Regions from separate parts of the Sus scrofa genome. Here regions 1 and 2 are each linked to region 3. The links are chromatin contacts, called in public Hi-C maps. All regions are on one chromosome and are shown on one strand. The core of a region is the stretch at or near the end of the contact, and the rest is flanking DNA. Distances in the headings are between cores, read along the strand shown. Region 1 overlaps SLC22A23 (solute carrier family 22 member 23). Region 2 overlaps PXDC1 (PX domain-containing protein 1). Region 3 holds the start of SLC22A23 (solute carrier family 22 member 23).

Region 1 (4,077 bases), core at 1,001-3,500, 74 kb before region 3:
GGGGGGTCACTGTCCTCCCCAAACAAAACAGGGCATCTCCCTCCCAAATTGGGGCCAGCATCTCTTCCCCTGGACATTGTGAGAATAAAACAAGGTGAATCGAGGCCCCACTACCAGCAGTTCCCTCATCCTCAAAGTGAAAATCAGAAGTAAGAGTATCTAGAGGACAGAGGTGAACTCCCGCACACGGTCAGAAGCCCGCGACCTGAAACGGAAACGAAGAGCAAGACACGCCTGCTGTTCTTCGGTGCCTCACCCGCTATTCCTGGCAAGAGGGCATCCTTCCTTCTCGCCGTCTGTAGGAAGAAAGGGGGCAGGGGCTGCGGGCGAGGGCAGGAAGAGGCCCAGCAAGGCTACCGTCCGGGCTGCTGCAGGTGGGGTTTGATCTGGGCACCCCCACGCCCCCACAGCCCTGCCCCCGGCTGCAGAGGACTTGTCCCTCCCGTGCCTCCCAAGATTAAATTTCAACACGGAGGAAACAGAAGCACAGGCTATTTCTGGCTCATCCACTACACCTGTTTGCTATTTCTTAAGACCCCAGTTCAGTCCTGAGCAAACCCGACCACCAGGGCCGATGCAGCCCCGGGTTGCTCCTCCCGCCCAAACGTGGACGAGCCTCCGAAGCGCAGCGCTGAGCTTAAGCAGAAAAAAGGGACGTTCAGAACACCAAGCACATAGGACTCCACTTGTTGAAAGTTTTTAAAGGCAAAGCAGTGCCAGAGGGCGTTCGGGACGCTGCTCGGGGACGAGTACAGATGGGCGAAGGGGGGCCACGGGGTGACAGGAGTGACAGGGGTTCAGGGATGGGGCAGGGGGAGCGGTGCTGCTGGCCGGGAGGGCTGGACATTCTAACAACGCTTGGCGGCTGAGCCTGCAGGTGGGGGTGAAGATGGGTAACCCTAGTTCCCACGATCACGAGAAACCAGGCACACGCACTCCTGGGGAGCGGCCTGCGGGCGCCCAGAACATCCAGGAGGAACCGGTCAGCTGCCCAACAGCTGACGGGGCTGGATCGCCAAGCAGGGCCTCCAATCCAGCCAGACCGGGCCTGGCGTCAGCAGCGCCTGCCCAGCAAGGGAATCCACGGAGACGAGGACCTGGCAGTCGCCCACTTCCTCGTCCGCTTCCGAAAACACAGGCGCCACGCACGGCCCTGCAGCCGCGCCTCCGCGGCACTGGCCAGGCTTCAGCAGCAGCGGCGGAGGGTGTATTTCAGAACCGAACCCGCGGCCAGGACCCCCTCCCCTCCACGTAGGACACTGCTTCCCGGGTCTGGAGCTTTGCTGTAACCGTGTTTTCTTGTCCTCGCCGGCCCAGCGGTGAGCCCAGCCCGGCTTGGCCGCCTGGGGTGTGACGGCAGCAGCCATCACAGTCGGGGCCGGTGACACCCGGGCCCTTCAGAGCCCTTCCAGACGCACTGCCCCGTAAGCCCTCGCGGATCCTGTAATTAAGGACACTGGGCCTTGTGCCCATTTCTAAGATGGGAAAAAGGCACCTTCAAGGCTTTTGGTCATTGACGCGAGGACATGCACAGGCCCAGGCTTTTTGCTTCCCAGCCCCGTGGTCGGCCTGGGGCTGCAGCAGCCCGAACACACCGTCTTCAAGCAGTCACCCCAGCCGCACTGCCTGGGGAGGACACAACCAAAAGGCACACAAAGCCAGAGGCGGGCGAGCGCTGCAGGCCACATCACACGCCCCGAGTCCCTAAGGTCCAGCGGCATTTAGGGGCCGGGGAATATTTATCATTGTTTACACCAAACAAACCCTCCCTCGCCTTAAGCAAAGGCCAAAAGCCCAGTAACCCCCCCCCAGTGCAAACACCAGCTGGAGGACTTGCTCCGGCCTCCTCAGGAAGTCTGCGCTAATAATTATCCAGACAGCACTCTGAGGTCAAGGCAGGCTGGGCGCCCGGGGTGGCACAGGACCGTCCCCCAACCAAGCCACATGAGGAAGGGGACTCGGGCTCAGATGGGTCGTCTTCCCTGCTCCCACGCCCTGCCCTGGCCACAGATCTTAACCGCTTCAAAGACTGAACTCCACAGGCCGGGCTGGCTTCCTCTAAATATCCAAAAGACATCTAAATGCGTGTGCCATACACACAAATCCAGGCTCACCCTTTCTGGTTCCCAGATTAAAAGCAGCTTGAGTCTAGGAACTGTGCTCTTACTCAAAGTCACATGTCCGACTCTTGACCCGGAGAAGACACTGAATAACGATGAGTCACAGAAAACAGAAGGACAGCTGTGCAAAATACACGCACCCTGTCTGCCCACTCAGCAGGGCTCATGCAGAAACGCTACACTAGGAGAAGCCAGGACGAGGGAGCGGCCTGCGGGCCTCGGGGGGCCGACCGTCTGAGGCAGGAGGCACGGGACTAGCTGCCCAGACAAGTGGTGTGCGGAGGCGGGAGGGAGCCCTGGGGAGGGCTCCGCAGGGGAAGCAGCGCTGAAGCTGGGCCCGGGGGCACGTCGGTCTCGCTGTCCTGCCTTGTGGGTGGCAGGAGGGGAAGGGCTGGGAGGGGGCCTGGCAGAGCAGCTCACTCCCGGAAAGAGAGCCGTGCGGGAGAGGCCAGAGTTGGCTTGTTATCAGGATCCAAAGTCCCTGGGAGGGCCTGTTTCAGCCACAGTGACAAGGCCAGGAGCCACAGCTGCGTGAGGAGAGGGCCACAGGGAGGAGCCACGCGGCTCGGGTGGCCCTGCTCTCCGCCCCCCTGGCGCCTCTGAAGCAGGGCTCCACCATCTGCCAGTTCCACACCCCGTTTGCTGCCCCCACCCATGTGTCTCTGTCATTCAGGACGACAGGAGGCCAGGAAGTCCCGTCACACAACTGCCAAGAGGGAAACTAACTTGGTGTCACAGAGACGGGTCAGAGACCAGACAGGCCACAACCGGACTCCCAGGGCGTTTCAACTGAGAGCGGGATGGGCACAGAGAAGGGGGGTTAGGGACACACGCACTGAGACCCGTCTCGCGCCGGGACGCCCCGGGATGCACGCCTCGAGGAGGACTCGCCACCACCGGGCAGACGCGGAGGCTGCTGAGCCCGCCGCCTGGTGCTGGCACCTCCAACCCTCCTCACCCAGTGGGTCCCGCGGGCATGAACAGCCACCCGAGGGCAAGTTTCAAACAAACGGACACCAAGGAGGCCGGACGGAGCCGACAGGCGGGATGCAGACGCTCGCCGCCCCCAGGAACACGCTCGTCCAGACTCCGTGAGACCCCGTCACAGCCCCGAGGACGGCACGGACGCGGAGAGGGGAGCCCGGCTCTGCTCGTGGGGACGGAACACGCGCATGTGCGGGGACAACGGGACGGAGGGTCCTCAAAAAGCTCAAGACACAGAACTACCGTATGACCCCGCAATCCCGCTTCTGGGTATGGACCCCGAATCACCGAAAGCGGAGACTGAGAAGGGGTGTCTGTACCCCCGTGCGCACAGCAGCGTATGCGTCATAGCAGCCAAAGGGGGGACGTGATCCGAATTCCCTCTGAGGGTGGATGGAGAAACAAAACATGGTCTGCCGGGCGACGGGACACGGCTCAACCTTGAAAAGACGGGAAATCCTGACACGTGTCCCAACACGGATGGACCTGGAGGACGTGACGCCGGTCATACGAGGACAGGGCCTGCAGGATTCCACCCACATGAGGCCCCTAAAGTCACCGCATTCACAGAGCCAGGAAGTGGAGGGTGGGGCTCGGGGGTTCGAACGACGGGGAGGGGGACGGGGAATCAGAGTTTAACGGGACGGCGTTTGGGTTCTGCAAGAGGCACACGTTCCGGAGACAGACAGACGGTGGTACCACAATGTGACCCACTCAATGCTACTGGATTGCACACTTTAAAATAGCTAAAATGGTAAATTTCACAGTATCTTTTACCACAATAAAAAAATCCCCTTCTGAAAAAGAAAAAAAACAAAATGGAAAGTGGGCATGTCTGCCTTTGGAGCGCCTCCCCGCCCTGTGCCCACCCCACCCGGTCCACTCCTTCAAGGGAGTCAGATAAACTTGGTCACCATGAGGTGGAAATGATTCCGGAGGCTTGCTGTGTGGCCGCCAGGGCAAGGATCCTGTG
Region 2 (4,724 bases), core at 1,593-4,092, 110 kb after region 3:
TGCCTCGTCTCTCCCGGCTGCAACTAGGGGGGGTCTTTTATCGACTGTGCCTCAATTTGCAGGGTGTACGATCTTGGACAGAGGTGGTGCCGTCCAGCAGGAACCAGAGGGGCTGCTGCTTCCCTTGGGCCATCGGAGCAGGGGGTGCCGCCAGCAGGACTTACTCCCAGGGCGTCGTCTGGGTCTCCAGAGTAGGGAGGTTTCTCCAAAGTGAGGGCACTGCCCTTCTCTTCTTTTAATTCTTACATTTGTTTAGTTAAAGTATAACTGATTTACAAAGTGGTGCCGACTTCTGCTGTACAGCGAAGCGGCCCAGTCGTACACACACGCACATCCTTTTTCCCATACGATCTTCCACCGTGGTCTGTCCCGAGAGGCTGGACAGAGGCCCCCGTGCTGCACAGCGGGACCTCATTGCTCATCCTTCCTAAATGTACTCGTTTGCCTCTACCAACCCCCAACACCCCGCCCCTCCCTCTCCCTCCCCCATCTCCAGCATTCTCTTTGTAGTCAAGAAGCATCTCGGTGGAGAAGCACCGAGATGCAGCAAACGCTGGTTCTCCTTAAGCTCTGGCCCTCTCCTCTCAGCACCTGCCCACGGATCTTTTCTCCAACAGTGACTACCGTCTGCCTGGCGCTGATTTTGTATTTTCCCTGCAGCCCTGTTTTCACAGGTCCATGTGCCATCATCCCTCAGTTCATTCATTCTTCTTTCCCCTTTTCCCTGAAGACAGAGTCGGCCTTGAGAGCACACTCGCACGCGTTCCAACCCCCTCTCCTAATACATGCCCCGTGTTTCCAGCCACAGAACAAAACCCAAAGCAGTGCCTTTTCACAGACTGGTGAATAAGAGTCTCCCTGAGTGGTGAAAATTAAAGTGGAGCCTGCACAGACTGCTGGTTACTGAAAAATGAAATTATATTTCCGGGCTTCCCAAACCTGAATAATCTGATTGTGTGGTTGATGAGTTAATCCAAGTAGCCAAACCCAGGCTGGGGTTGACGCTTCCTTTTAAGCGGCAGAGACGCAGCCGTGGTGTAGAAAAGCAAAATTAAGATTTCTTACAGTTGGTACTATGCTTTTAGATTAACACGGGCTGAAGGATGCTCAAGGCTACATCGGCCAAAGCATCCCCACAGAGGCTACAGCCCTTCCGGAACGGGGGCCAGGCAGGTGGCCGGTTCGGTTCTAGGGGAGCCCCGACCCCCGGCTGGTCAACCTGGAGGCCACCTGAGGCCTGAATGTGAGTCACGCTGCCCCTCACAGGCTCCACCAACTGCACCGCAGAAACAGTCCAGGCTGTAAGGACGGGGCAGCCAGATCTGAGAATGCTGCCAATGGGCCGAAGGCACGCGCCCCCTCTGAGCCACCGGACAGCTGACCATCCTCTTACTGCTGCCACCCTTTGCCAGACCTGTGCTGCATGTCCCCTTCTGTCCTCGCTGCCCTAAAGCCAAGAACAAAGCCAAGGCCCCTCCACGGGACCTCTTTCAGGTCAGCGGGCTGGACGACGGATTCCTGTTCACTTCAAAATGTCTCATTGATGCTTTCGGAGACTATTTAGGTAAAGTCCAGTGTATGTGAGAAATAACTCGCTTTGGAAGTAGGAAGGTCAGTGGGTAGAAACAGGTGGCTTCATAAAAACCAGGGACAGCCCCTCCCCCACAACCCCCATCCTCTGTGGGGCCGTCTCTCCGGAGCCCACGCGTGGGTGCTGGGCTGGGAGCGGTTCGGGAAACCTCCGGCTTCCGCAGCGGCGCTGCCCCCCACCCCGCACACCCTCCCCGGGGCTCTTACCCGATATTTTCACCGGACTTTGGAAGCTGGGCTGAATTTTGTGGACGTTGTCATTTTTTAACACCTGATCCAGGGGAGAGCGTTCGAAGAAGGTGAGCACGACTTCCGACCTGGAGTACTGGGGAGAGACGGCCGTGGTCCCACACGCGCCCCTCGAGGTGGCCCGTGGGACGCCTGCGCCCGCGGCCACGGGACTGACCGCACATCTGTCAGGCTCCGGGCAAGGCCCGGGCACAGGCGGGACGGGGACAGTGGGAACCACGAGGGCCCGGGCTGTGCCAGCGCGCCACACCCCTCCCCCGCACGCCACCGTAAACCGCGCCCTCCGCTTCCTCTTCCCCGGGCGGGACCCCGAGCCCCTGGAGTCCCGAGGCCTCCGGGGGACACCCGCCCCCGTGCCCGACTCTGGGAGGCGCCCCAGCCCGGCCGCACCCACCTTCCGGGGCATGCCAATGACGGTCTTGAGCAGCTTCTCCACCTCATTAAGCCTGGTCTCTATGTCGTGAGCATCCTTTATGGCAACCAGACCTGGATGGAGACAGAACGGCCTCGGTCAGACAGCAGGACCAGGAAGTGCGCTCCCGACGTCACACGGAACCACCAGCAGCCCCCGCATCCCGCAGCCGGCACCCGCCGCCCCGTCACCCTCCACAAAAGCCGTCCAGGAAGGAGTTCCCATTGTGGCTCAGCAGGTTAAGAACCTGACTAATATCCATGAGGATGGGGGTTTGATCCCTGGCCTTGCTCGGTGGGTTAAGGATCCCGCATTGCCGGGAGCTGCACTGTAGGTTGCAAATGCACCTCGGATCCCGTGTTGCTGTGGCTGTGGCTGTAGACCTGCAGCTGCAGCTCTGATTTGACCCTTTGCCCGGGAACTTCCATATGCCGCAGGTGTGGCCTTGAAAAGAAAAAGCTATCTGGGAAGACAGCCTTGGCCTCATGCTGTCCACGGAAAGCCACAGGGAGCCCATCAGACGCTCCTCCAGGCGGAACAGCCTGGCCAGCTCCGTCCCCCGCCAGCGTGGCAGCTGCAGCCCCGGGAAGTGGCCCAGGACCCACCCACCCCCAATGACACAGCTGCAATGACCACAGGGCCATGTAAGCAGGGCCCATAGATAGACATCATTTAAATGCTGGGTTTGGAAGAGAAAAGTTATGTCTTTAGCAGAGAAAACCAACATAGACACGACTCACGGATTCCTTCCAGGAATCTGAGCTTCCCCCTTTGTTCAGTGACCAGAAGCCTCACTGGCTACTAGAAGTGCAGTGTTTTGTCCCTGAAGTGAGAGCACTAACAGCCCGAGACCCGGGGTGGGTTTCTGTTCCCCCGGAGGGTGCAGCGCGTACCCTTCAGAGCGCTGCCAGGCAGGGAGCAACTCAGACTCCCCGGGACGTTTCACCCGTCCCCGTGACGACGACCAAACCACAGAGGCGGATCCTGAACTATTTTCAGGCCCCGAATCTCAGGTTTCAGAAGAGCTGGTTTTATTTTACAGGGCAAAGCGTTGTTCACGTTGCAGGCAACTCGCTGAAGTCCATGTAGTGAGAAAATTAGCTGCCCAAACTACAGGGCTGAAATTAAGAGGCCCAGACCTCGTGGGCCCTGGGAACCAGGGGCGCCCCAGACACGGGGCAGGAGGGGTTTTGAAGGCCTGGGCTGTGCCGGGGTTCTTCACTGTGCCAGCCAGAGTCGGTCAAGGCCAAGAATCCATCCCTCAACCTCCGGGAGCACAGGCCGGACGCCCGTGACCCGGTCACTGGGGGCCCTGCTCGTCAGTGGACTGTATGATCCTGCCCACCCTCCTCAGCCACACGGGCACAGGGCCCCTGCCCACACTGCCCGAGCTGGCACTCCAGCAGGATCCCAGATGTCACCAGACAGGGGCACTAGGCCACCTTCTCCCCATCTCGCCTGGGCTGTCCAGCCCTCCCACCACCCTGCAGGCTGGGGCAGCAAGAGGGAAGAGAGAGAGCAGCAGGTGCAGGTCTCAGGATGCGCATTTCAGATTCACACACACACACTCTCACGCACGCACAGACCGCTCCATGACTGCCTGCTTGCTGTGGACAAGGAACAGAGGGAAGGAGAGAAGATGCAAAATCCTCTGAAGGGTTTCTAGGGAGAGGACGAGTCTATAAATCACCCCACAAAGTGCTTCTTTATTCTAAGACAAGTGAAAGCACCGGCATGTCTCAACCTTTATGGCATCTAGAATACTGGTCTTAAATCAACTGACTTTATGACACAGACGATGCGTTTTTATGTTTTGTAGGTACAATTTACATGGAGATTAGTCTCTTGTCCATCAATGCAAACACAATAGTTATACCCATTTTACAGGATGTAAAGCACGCTAGCCCAGGCTTAGCTTTCTAAGCACCAGGGTACCCTTCATTCTGATAAATGCACTCTGCTCTGCACTCATTCTCTTAGGGTTGTCAGAATTAGCAAAAGACAAAGGACATCTAATTTGATGTGCATTTCAGATAAACAATGAATAATGCAATTGATCAGACAAACTAAAAATGATTCACTGTTTACCTGAAATTCAGACGCACTTGGTGTCTTGTGTTTTATCTGGCAACCTTATCCTCCTGGTGACCTGCTTTCCAGAATGAAGGAGAGAAAGGCAAGAAGGACCTGGTCGGGCCTCTGGAGACATTACTCTGTAGGCTTGGACCACAGACCCTCGGGGTCTGAGCCCAGCCCACCGTCCTGGTCCTCTCCGACTCCAACGCCCACGTCCTACGCCTCTCCTGGGCTGGAAAGCACCCTCCTTTGGTTTTTTAAAAGCATTTCCCATCGTACAGACGGGATGTTACATGTGAAAGGAAAACATTTAACCAAACCAACCAACCAACAGACTCGAAACTCTCTTCCGGGGCCACAGCACAGAAATGAAATAAATCTTCCTTTAAAATTTCTT
Region 3 (4,458 bases), core at 92-2,591:
GAGCTGGGGGACAGGGAAGGAACGTTTTCACAAGCTGTTTGCTTCTCTGGCTACAACTGGGGCCAGTTGGCTTTGGTCTGTGTCCAAAGCCGGAGCTGGATGGCAAGGCCCTCCAGGAAGAACACCTGGGAAGAGGCACGATTCTCCCGGATGCTCTTTCTTTGTGGGAGACTGGGAGGCAGCTGGCTGGGCAAAGGGCAGAGCCCAGGTCTTGGCTCCAGCCCGTGGACCCTGAGAGGCGCGACCTCCAGGGCCGCCTGGTGACAGATCAGGCCTTGCCCTCCAAGGCCACCCCTGCCGGAACGAACTGACAGCTGGGGGGCGTGCGGGGGAGCTCGAGTCTTTGCAGAGGGAGGGGCGCCCCTTCCGTGTCTGCGCTGGGACGCGAGTTCGGGTACCCACTAGGGAAGGCTAAGGTGCCCCGGCGCCCCCGCGGAGGGCTGCCTAACTAAGCCTGGCTTCACACCCAGGCAAACACATCTGTTTGAGGGACGGGGGAGATCAAGCCCACGTGAGGTGCGTGGCCACGCGGGCTCGCAGCACTGCAGGTCCTGGGTCTGCACGAGGGCGCGGGGAGGGACCGCGGAGGACACAGCGCTCGGGAGGGGCACGCGGGGGCCGGGGCGGTCGCCGCCCTTACCTTGCTGACCACGTTCTGGACCAGGCCTGTGCGGATGCCGTAGTCCCACGCGTGGCAGTCGCAGTTGGAGGCGTTGTCCCCCTTGTCCGGAGGGGACGGCAGTGGCGGCGCGTCGCCCCCGTCCGCGCCGCTGCCGTTGCCAAGGGGGCCCGCCGTGCCCCAGGCGGCGGTGGAGGCGGGGGTGGTCGGGGGGCTGGTCCAGTTGGCCAGGTCGCCGCCGCCCCACCGGCCCGCGCCCGTGACCCCAGCCTGCTCGGCGTCTCTGCCGGCCCCGCGGCACCAGAAGTTGGGCTGGTCCAAGAGGAAGGAGTCCGAGAACTGGCTGAAGCCGATGAACAGCGCCGGGATCCAGGTGAGCAGCACGAGGGTCTTCTGGTAGCCGCCGCCCAGGCCCCCGAGGAAGGGCAGCACCGACCCGTCGTAGTCCAGCAACAGGAGGCTCGGGTGCGGGCCGCCCGCGGCGTGCGGGGCGGGCAGCGGCTGGATGTCGCCGCCGCCGCTGGGGCCCGCGCGTCCTCCGAGGGGCGCCGAGGCCGCCGCGTCCCCGGGCGGCAGGGCGCCGTTCTCCTCGGCCGCGGGCGGCAGCCGCCCGGGCCCGCCGCCCGCCGCCTCGCGCCGCCGGTCTATCGCCATGGCCCGGGCCCGCGGCGCCCGCAGAGGCGCATAGAGCGCGGCGGAGGCTCCCGCGGGGCTCCGGGCAGAGCGCGCGGGCCCGGCGCCGCCGCCGCCGCCGCCGCCGCCGAGGAGGGCCCGCCGCTCGCAGGGACGCTCGGCCGCCGCGCGCGTCAGTGCGCCTCCATGCCCGGCCACCCGCGCCCCGGCTGCGGCCCCGGCGGGCGCCGGGCGGAGGGCGGGCAGAGGCCGCGGCCCTCAGCCGCCGCCGCTCATCGGCTCAGCGGCCCGGGCGCCGGCGGCCGAGCCCGCCGCTCTCCGCGGCTCCGCGCCCGGCGCGCGAGAAGGAGGAGCGGGCGCCGCGCCTGTGCCAGAGCCGGCCGGCCGGAGCCCTGCGGAGCGCGGCGCGGGCGGTGCGGGCGACTCCGCGCTCCCCGCGCGCCGGGATGTATTTATCCGACCCCGGCGCCTCCCGGAAGCCGCGCGCTCGGGGCCAGCGTGCCGCGCCGGCCGCGCTCTCCGGCTCTGCTCTCCGGCCTCCCTCCGCCTCCCGCGCCCCGGCCCGCCCCCTCTCCCCCCGCGCGGTGGAGGTAACCGCGGCACCTGCTGCGCCGGCTCCTGCGCGCGAGCGCCCCCTCCGGCCGCCGCCGCCGCCGCCGCCGCGGGAGCCCGGGAGGGGCGGGGACACGGGATGCCCGGCCGGGGCCCCACGCGAGGATCCCCGCCCGGCGCCGCTCCGCGCCCGGCCGCCTGGGCCGGGGGCCCGGAGGGGGCGGCGCGCGCGGAGCGAGGGACCGGCTGGTCCTCAGGCTCGGCGCTCAGTGACCTCGGCTGCCTTCCCAAGTGCCCGCCACCAGACGCCCGCACCCCACGCCCGGTCCCGCGCCCAAGGGTGGCTAGCGTTCCGGAGCGACCCTCCTGCGCTTTTTCGAGGGGCCGGCAGGGTTGACTTTCGAGCCGAGGAGGCGCATGGCTCATTTCAGGCCGCGGGTCCCCCGCCACCGACCGCAGCACCCACCCCCAAACCGCCATTTCTTGCCCCGCTCCCAAAGGCATTCTGAGCCTGAGGCTGGAAGGATATGTTGCCAGCACCAAGTTACATGTACGTGACCGTGAACGGAGCCGGTGTTCCCCACCCCCTCCCCAAGATGCAGCCGCCCTTGGGGCGGAGTGCACAGGCGCACTCGCCGAGGCCAGCCTCCCCTCCTCTCCCGCGCTCCGCGCCGACCGTGCCCAGCCGGCGCCGTGCAAACAACACGGCCCTGCGGCAAACGGCCGCGTTCGCCTCTTTCCTCTTGCACCCAGGCCTGGCCCGGCACTCTTCGCCCGGCTCGCCCAGCGTTGCAGACGCTCGACATTCTGAGAAGTTTACTAATGCCTATCTGAAGTAGAGCAGTCCATTTCCAGCCTTGTTTGGGGGGGATTGAAAGAAATGCTGCTGCTTTCCGCAAGGAGACCCTCGAAGCTGCATATAGTGGATGCACGCTGCATTTCCATTATTTGCTAACATTGTTAACCGGCAGCTCCTGTTTTGTTATGGGCAGCACGTACATGCTATGCAAAATACCGACACACCAGAGAGAATTCTTTAAAAGACTTGCAGTGGCTCGGGCTTTGGGGGCGGGGAGGTCGTGGGCTTTTCCGTGTGGCTGAGAAAGGGAGATTAGATAAGCTTGGGCCGCAGGGGCCCAGAGGGCTGGCGAAAACACCAAGCCCCTGAGAAATGGGTCTCAAAACCTGCACGCATTTTGACACTAAGCACTCGGCGTTCAGTATTTCAGCAAAGAGTGCACTTTGCACGGCTGGCTTTCAAATACACAGGCTCACTCAGCCCTTATGCGATCCCCCTGCCTCCCTCCAAGAGGTGGGCCTTCACGATAAAGCTTTGGGTTAGGTGAATACCGGAGCAGGCGTGGGCCAGAGTACAGCCAAGTATCTGGCTTTGAACCAGGTCTTCGGACTTTACCTTCCAGGGTTTCTCTGTTTCAATACGCAGGGCGAACAACAACAATAAACAACAACAAAGAGACAAACCAAGGGGGAAAATGCTAGGAAGTTTTAACAAATAATTGTCAATAGGCGCTTTCAGGTGGGAGAAGCCCTGGAAAGGCATTTCATTGCCCAGCTGTTGTTAGTTCTTGTCTCAGAAAGGTACATTCCCAGAAGTGGGGGATGGCACTCGAAATGGTGCCTCTAAAAATTCGAGCTAAAAGGAGAGTTCCCGCTGTGATGCAATGGGATCTGAGGCCCCTCTGCAGCACCAGGACACAGGTTCCATCCGTGGTCTGGCAAGGATCCCTGGTAGGGTAAGGATCCAGCATTGCCACGTAGGTCGCAGCTGGGCTCAGATCTGATCCCTGGCCTGGGAACTCCATATGCTCTTGTGGCAGCCAAAAAAAAAAAAAAAAAAAAAAAAAAGACAACAGCAAAAAAGGAAGCCCCACAAAACGTTTAGAATTAGCCAGCTGCAGCGGGGACCTAGCCATTGTAATTAAGTTGCTGATTAGATTAGGGGTTTTCCTAAATCCCTCTTGGCTCCACATGCCCATCCCCCACCCCTCCCCATCAAGTCAAGAAGATTAAAAGGTAGCAGTCAAAGTGGCCTTTAATTTATTAAGACATACCACAAGTGACCTCACAGAGGGACCCGGGACAAAAAGAGTAAAGGGGAATCATTGGAAACTCCGAGGGCCGCCAGGGTGAGTCTACCTGCTCGCTGGCCCAGGTGGGGCAGCCCATCAGGCACCTGCTCTCACTTATCTACTTTCCTGCGGGCTCCTTATCAGCAAGTGCAGGTTTTCTTGTTTACTCATTTACTACCTGCTCCCTCTCCCACAGGACAGTTATGCAGTTGTGAATAAATGAGTATATTCGGCTGTTATCACTTTGGGGCTATTACCTGCTGGGGCCTCCATCTCTGTTTACTTTGATTTTTAAGTCACCAAGCAACCTTTTCGTGTTTGTTTAATCTCTCAGATGTAGTGCTCCCATCAGCCAGCACGAGAATCAAAATGATCTTGCCAATTCTATTTCGTATTGGAAGTTATTGTGGTTAATAGGTGAGCTCCCACTGTGATGTTCTTGTGGGTAGTTACCGGTTTTGCAGACGGCTGGTTCGTAGGCCAAGTGCAGCATACAGACTATACACGGCGTCTCCGCAGAAAGAATGGCCACTGTTTGAAGATCAGGAGAGGGACCGTTCTTTG

What was found. Hi-C and Micro-C count contacts between places; a contact is called where the count stands out from the background.
Region 1: a contact with region 3 is called in a Hi-C map of skeletal muscle, with 3 times the contacts expected there. The contact joins the enhancer-like site here to the promoter of SLC22A23 in region 3. A contact is called at or near these places in 2 of 5 promoter capture datasets (fetal liver and liver), 7 of 47 Hi-C or Micro-C datasets (alveolar macrophages, liver, psoas muscle and 1 more) and 1 of 2 datasets of contacts at active chromatin or transcription factors (skeletal muscle).
Region 2: a contact with region 3 is called in a Hi-C map of skeletal muscle, with 2.1 times the contacts expected there. The contact joins the enhancer-like site here to the promoter of SLC22A23 in region 3. A contact is called at or near these places in 1 of 5 promoter capture datasets (liver) and 3 of 47 Hi-C or Micro-C datasets (alveolar macrophages, liver and skeletal muscle).

What each region holds. Positions count from the first base shown.
Region 1 is chr7:2,055,186-2,059,262 of Sscrofa11.1, forward strand. The region is part of intron 3 of SLC22A23 (solute carrier family 22 member 23); the gene reads right to left. Among named protein-coding and RNA genes, the nearest start is that of SLC22A23, 75 kb to the right of the region's middle. Within about 2 kb of position 2,251, at least 48 of the 83 cell types and tissues checked have an H3K27ac peak or open chromatin away from gene starts, as enhancers often do. A contact at or near this core is called in alveolar macrophages, fetal liver, liver and 1 more, where this site is marked.
Region 2 is chr7:2,234,554-2,239,277 of Sscrofa11.1, forward strand. PXDC1 (PX domain-containing protein 1) reads right to left here. Exons shown (of 6, transcript XM_001928852.5): 2 at 2,234-2,325; 3 at 1,798-1,915. Among named protein-coding and RNA genes, the nearest start is that of PXDC1, 12 kb to the right of the region's middle. Within about 2 kb of position 2,843, at least 9 of the 83 cell types and tissues checked have an H3K27ac peak or open chromatin away from gene starts, as enhancers often do. A contact at or near this core is called in skeletal muscle, where this site is marked.
Region 3 is chr7:2,130,437-2,134,894 of Sscrofa11.1, forward strand. SLC22A23 (solute carrier family 22 member 23) reads right to left here and starts at 1,342. Exons shown (of 11, transcript XM_013977405.2): 1 at 641-1,342. The coding sequence starts at 1,273.